Regions from separate parts of the Drosophila melanogaster genome. Here region 2 is linked to region 1. Evidence: chromatin contacts called from public Hi-C data. All regions are on one chromosome and are shown on one strand. Each heading gives the region's core, a stretch centred on a gene start, on an enhancer-like site or on the middle of the called end of the contact. The rest is flanking DNA. Distances are from core to core; before and after follow the strand shown. Region 1 holds the start of Faa (Fumarylacetoacetase). Region 2 holds the start of shep (alan shepard).

Evidence for each region. Hi-C and Micro-C count contacts between places; a contact is called where the count stands out from the background.
Region 2: a Hi-C map of the Kc167 cell line shows a contact between it and region 1, with 1.9 times the contacts expected there. The contact joins the promoter of shep here to the promoter of Faa in region 1. A contact is called at or near these places in 2 of 107 Hi-C or Micro-C datasets (the Kc167 cell line and embryo).

The regions. Positions count from the first base shown.
Region 1 is chr3L:4,072,692-4,075,394 of dm6, forward strand. It overlaps Faa (Fumarylacetoacetase), which reads right to left and starts at 1,263. Exons shown (of 4, transcript NM_080091.4): 1 at 1,063-1,263; 2 at 461-678; 3 at 1-400. The coding sequence starts at 1,149. It overlaps Gad1 (Glutamic acid decarboxylase 1), which reads right to left. Exons shown (of 8, transcript NM_168055.2): 8 at 1,386-2,703. The coding sequence ends at 2,674.
Region 2 is chr3L:5,276,674-5,279,385 of dm6, forward strand. shep (alan shepard) reads right to left here and starts at 1,271. Exons shown (of 12, transcript NM_001259707.1): 1 at 941-1,271.

The DNA of each region.
Region 1 (2,703 bases), core at 13-2,512:
CCTGGCACTCCAGTCGTTCATCAGCGTGAAACCGAACACGTTCTTCCAGGCCTCATCCACGCGTATGGGTTCACCCAGCTGATTTCCCTTACCACCGATAAAGAAAGCCATTTCTAGTTCGAAATCCAGAAGCTTGCAGGCGCCAAAGACGGGCTTCTCTGCTCCATCGGGAAACGTTTGACCAAGAGGACGACGGATGGGAGTACCGGAAACCACCACAGAACTTGCACGACCATGATAGCCCACCGGCAGATGGCGCCAGTTGGGCATCAGAGCATTGTCTGGTCCACGGAACATAATGCCGACATTGGTGGCATGGTGGATGGATGAGTAAAAGTCTGTATAGTCACCAATCTGTGCAGGCAGGTGCAGCTTGATCTCAGACTGTGGCACAATGGAACTGATAAATAAATAAATTATTAACTATGAATAATAAATTATTATAATAAATCCGACTTACACCGCCTTCAAGTCCACATTGTGGTCCAATTCTGAACCCTTCGTCAATAGCTTTTGAGTCTGGCTTCTTACCACATCCCAAGCTTCAAAGTCCAATCCCATAAGCTCATTCAAAGTTTCGGCCTGCAGGCTTTTCTGAACTTGGAAAGGAAACAACTGCGAGACAGCTTTCAGGTCCAGGACATGCTCTCCAATGGCCACACAAATACGGTGAACTTTCTACGGATGGTAAGATGAAAAACACCATTTACGATATACAAATACGATATATGATATGGGGCCTTATCAGAACCTGGTTGCTGGGGTATTAAAGATTGGATTAGCATATTGTTTTCGTAAACAAACTAGTTTGTCTTGGATGATGTATGCAAATGCTATGCCCCAAAGCGGTTTCTGTTCTAAAGTTGATTTCTAGAACATGTGGAACGATCCAAAGTCACATGAAACTGAAGAAAAACTTGAAAATATTACACGGAAAACAGGCTGAGTTAAAGGAACATTTGCTTTGCCATTTACCACTTTAGTTATCATTTACAACAGCGAGACCATTGTTCTAAAATCTCATAAAAATATAAGATTTGATTTCAGTATGATATCACTCACATTGTTTTCGGTTGAGAAGACAGCGTAGGGTAGATTTTCCAGCGGAAAATCGCTGTTCTCTGGCACTGGCACAAAACTCTGGGACATTTTAAAAGCACTCAAAGTGGAAAACTTGGGCAGGTTGGTGCGAATCAATAAAGTGAAGCAGAGAAGCGGAAAAAGCGTGCGCGGAGCCAGAGTGAGCTAGATAACAACTGAGGGATTTTCTATTCACGATCCGCCTTATATAGGTGCTCAGACCACAAGATCTTTCGGCTCTCTTAGCAAAACCAAGCCCCCAAAGGTAAAGAGCGCCTTAGACATAATGAAGAGAAATTTTAATTGCGCTTTGATTACTTTTATTTATTTTACTCATATATTCATATATATAATATATTCATTTGCATTTATATAGATGTTGGAATAATTCTTGTTTGGCATTGATTTGGATCTGCAAATACATATACATACATTAATTTATACATACATAAAATGAGCGTGGTGCTGGATAAACTTAGATAACACGCTTTAAAGTACTATAATTGTTGAATTTATTGTAGTTTTTATGCCATTATTTTCTTACTTTTGCGGAATTGACAAACGAGTTTTGTGCACAGGTAGAATGTAATGTCTGATTGTGTTCTTTTCATATAGGGACATTTCACTACCAACCTTTCTGGAACAACTAACTGATTAAAACTTAACTAAAATCTGAATCTTCCAACATTCGTAATTGAGCTTAATTGACTCCGGGCAATACATATATACTTGTCAGCCATTTTGTTGAAACTAAACTCCAACTAATTCGATTATACGTATTCACGTCTCTATATATAGCACAGTTCGATACATGGACTAAATGGGTTCTGCGGCACAGATCCCCTCTCTTTGGTTTGTCTATACAATTAACAAGCACAGGTCTCTTTCGATCTTGTTTTTATAAAGGTACGCGCATGGCTATAGATATGATATATTTGAAAACATTCTCTGTTTGCAAACAAAGTGAAATCAACGAATTGAACTAAGGTCCTCAACTGGCTCTTCATCTTCTCCTGATATGTTAAGATAGCGTTCCAACAGTTTCTATATCATATACATATATATCATTATATCATCATAGTACTTTTGTGTGGGACTGGGGCTGTCTTTCGTTTTGGTGGTGCGTGTGTGGAGCGGTGGCTTCTATGCTCTGAATTCTATCGTTATTTTTCGGTATACATATAGATATTCAAATATAACTTGTGGATTCTCCTCTCGCCGTCCATTGATTTAGATATAGTTGCCAACGAACGTAAAAGTAAAACGCCTCGATTATACATAGTACTTTTTTTTCCAACTCCGGGACGAACGGATAACGACGCTTAACGAATAACGGTCAACGGATAACAGAATGAGAAATCGTAAAGGAACATCTAGCAACACGTTATAGATACAAACAAATGTACATTCAACATTGAACTCTGATGATTACCGGGATACCCATAATCGCCGGCTCTCGGATCTCTGGGCTCTTCAGCCGGTCTCCTGATATGCTTTTACCTAAATGATACTTCTTGGTTGTGTGAGATCTACCATTACCAATCGAAGCCGAACCGAACCGAGACGAGCCGAGCCAAACTAGACTGAAACCCCTTACAAGTCGTCGCCCAGGCGATGGATCTC
Region 2 (2,712 bases), core at 21-2,520, 1.2 Mb after region 1:
AGCCCAACCCGTTTGCTCTGACTGCCGCACGGCAACACTGTTCTCTGCACTCTTCTTTCTCTCTCCCACTCTCTATTTTTATTGCTTCTTTTTAGCATTCTGTGCCATATTCAGCTTATTTTGCCGTGCTTATAATTTGTTATTAATATTTCACTAGCAACTTTGTTGATTATTATTAGCACCACCCGTCTTAAATTGTTTTTTTTACTTGCAACGGAGCATTCAGCGAGTTATTTTAGCACTGTTTCTGTCTCTTTCCCGCGCGGCAGTTGCAACATTTGCATTTTGGCATTAAAAATAGCACACAGCACAGGCCAGCCAATTTTTTTTGGTTTGCAAATTTATTTATATGCCGCCAGACAGCCACAAACACACAGGAACACACAATAATTTATTGATATGCGGAGGAAATTATTCAATTGTTTTTACGCTATTGCTTTTTATCAATTGCACTTGTTGTTGTTGCTATTTTTTGTTATTGCTTATTTAAGGACAATGACAGCAAAATAGAGAAGGAGAGCGCAGTGCACAAGAGAAAGAGAGTAGAGAGAGAGAGAACAAAGAGCGGGTGGAAAGAGCACCGGCAAACAACAAGTGAGCAAAGCAAAAGGTGAAAAATAAATTTGCACTGCGATAAGATTTAAATAATTATTGCTCTCTCTCTCTTTCTCTCATTTGACTTTTTCGTTTTTCCCAGTTGTATTATTGTTTTTCGTCTGCTGTGCTGTGCCGTTCTTATTTTTGTATTTTTATGCCATTGCTTTATGTATTTTTTATCGAGTGCATTGCTCTAAAACAACAACATTCGCTTTCAATTAGCTGAGAGCCGCAAATTTGTTGCTTTTGCCATTGTTACGTCTGCTTTGCGGGGCTTCCAAAGGTAGTTTTTCCTCTTGTTCGATTTGCTTTTGGATTTTAGCTTTGCCTAAATGTTGCTTACTTATTGAAATTTCGTTTTATTGCTGGTTTGTCAGCTGCTGATGGCTCTTCTTCTTGCTTCTTGTTGCACGTTCTGTTTTTTTTTTGCACACAAACACACGCACTCACAGTCGCACAAACACAACACACACACACAATCTCACGCCCACGCACACTATTTGCACTTGAAAGTAATTCGACTCGTTTTCGTTTCGATTTTTCGCCCTTTTATTTTGCTGTCTTCGTTATTTGTTTGTTGTTCCGTCACGCGTTTTAATTTATATATTTATGCAAAATATTACAACGACAAAATATAAGTTTGCGCAGCCGAAAAAAACGAAGAAAGCGCAACGCGACAGCAATCGGCAATGGTATGAGCTTCTTCTTCTTCCTTTTCTGCCGGCAATGCTCTCTTCGCTCTCTCGCTTAATTTACAGCAATCTACAGTAGCGGAAAATAGTCTAGGTGCGACTCATAATATTAAATATTTTCTTTTACTCTATGTAGTTTAAACATTGTGTAAAAAAGAATTTTCAGCGGCGAGTAGCATAATAATAAAGGTCTTAATAAAATAGCACAAGAACTTTAACTTCGGGTTGGATATGTGGCCGTGTAGCAAATATATTCTGTGTACATACTCCTTTTTCCGCTACTGTATATATTTCTTCTCTTCAAATTGTACTCTCTTAGAAAATTTCTCTTCTTATTGCCTCTTATTAGCTTGCGCTTTGCTGTTTAACGAAACTCTTTCGGGTTTCTACTGTATTATTTATAACAATTTTATTAATTTCATGCATTATATTTTTTTTATTTTCTGGAATAAAATTCAAGATTATTAATTAAAAAATCGAAATAACATTGTAAATATTCGAAAATATGCATTGCATACAAAGTTTTCGTCATTACATTTCGTCACTAATCAAAAATAAAGATCCGATTTAACCAATTAAAATCACCATTTTAAAAGCCTATTTTCAGTGCTAAGTTTATATAACTTTCCTTTTTCAAATTTGATACACATGGTTGTCAGTTTTCCCAATCCCATTATATCAGTTCATTACGCAAATGGCGCAAAATAAAAAAAAAAATAAAATAAAAACGTGTGCACCAAAAACTGTAAAGCCAGCAACAGCATCTAGTGTGTTATTTTGAAATATTTAAATAAAATTAATATTCTCAACAAGTGCGTCGCATAAAAGGGCGACACACACCACACGTCCTTCCGCCCGCTTTTCACCAACCACCACCCACCGCCCCATAGCTTTTGGCACATAACAAAGGACTAAGGGACTAAACAAATGATGCATGATGACGACAACGAAAAATAAGCAGATAGGGGGTTAAAACTGAAAAAATCGAAATGAGAGCGACTCCCACGCATTGTAAAGCACTGCCACGCCCACTGCCCACATAAAACCCAACCACTCAGACAGCAGCGGGCGAAAAAATATAAACATTTAAACTTTTACGGCGACTTTGATTTTAAATATATATATATATTTTATTTTTATCCAGCTTGATACATTTCAATAGATAACAACTTTTTTTTACAATTAAGCTTTTATATCTAATTACTTGACTCGCGACTGTAACATCTCCAAGTATAAATACATATATGAAGACAGCCTGTACTGCCACTCCCACCGCCCCATAAGCCTACAAACAATAAATTTGCAATAGCAACGACAAAATTTGAAGAATGGGCCAGGACCAACAAACAAGAAGCAGCATCAGGAGCAGACAGAAAGGACAATACTCGAAATGAAATTGGATGGAACAAAAAAAAAATGTTAA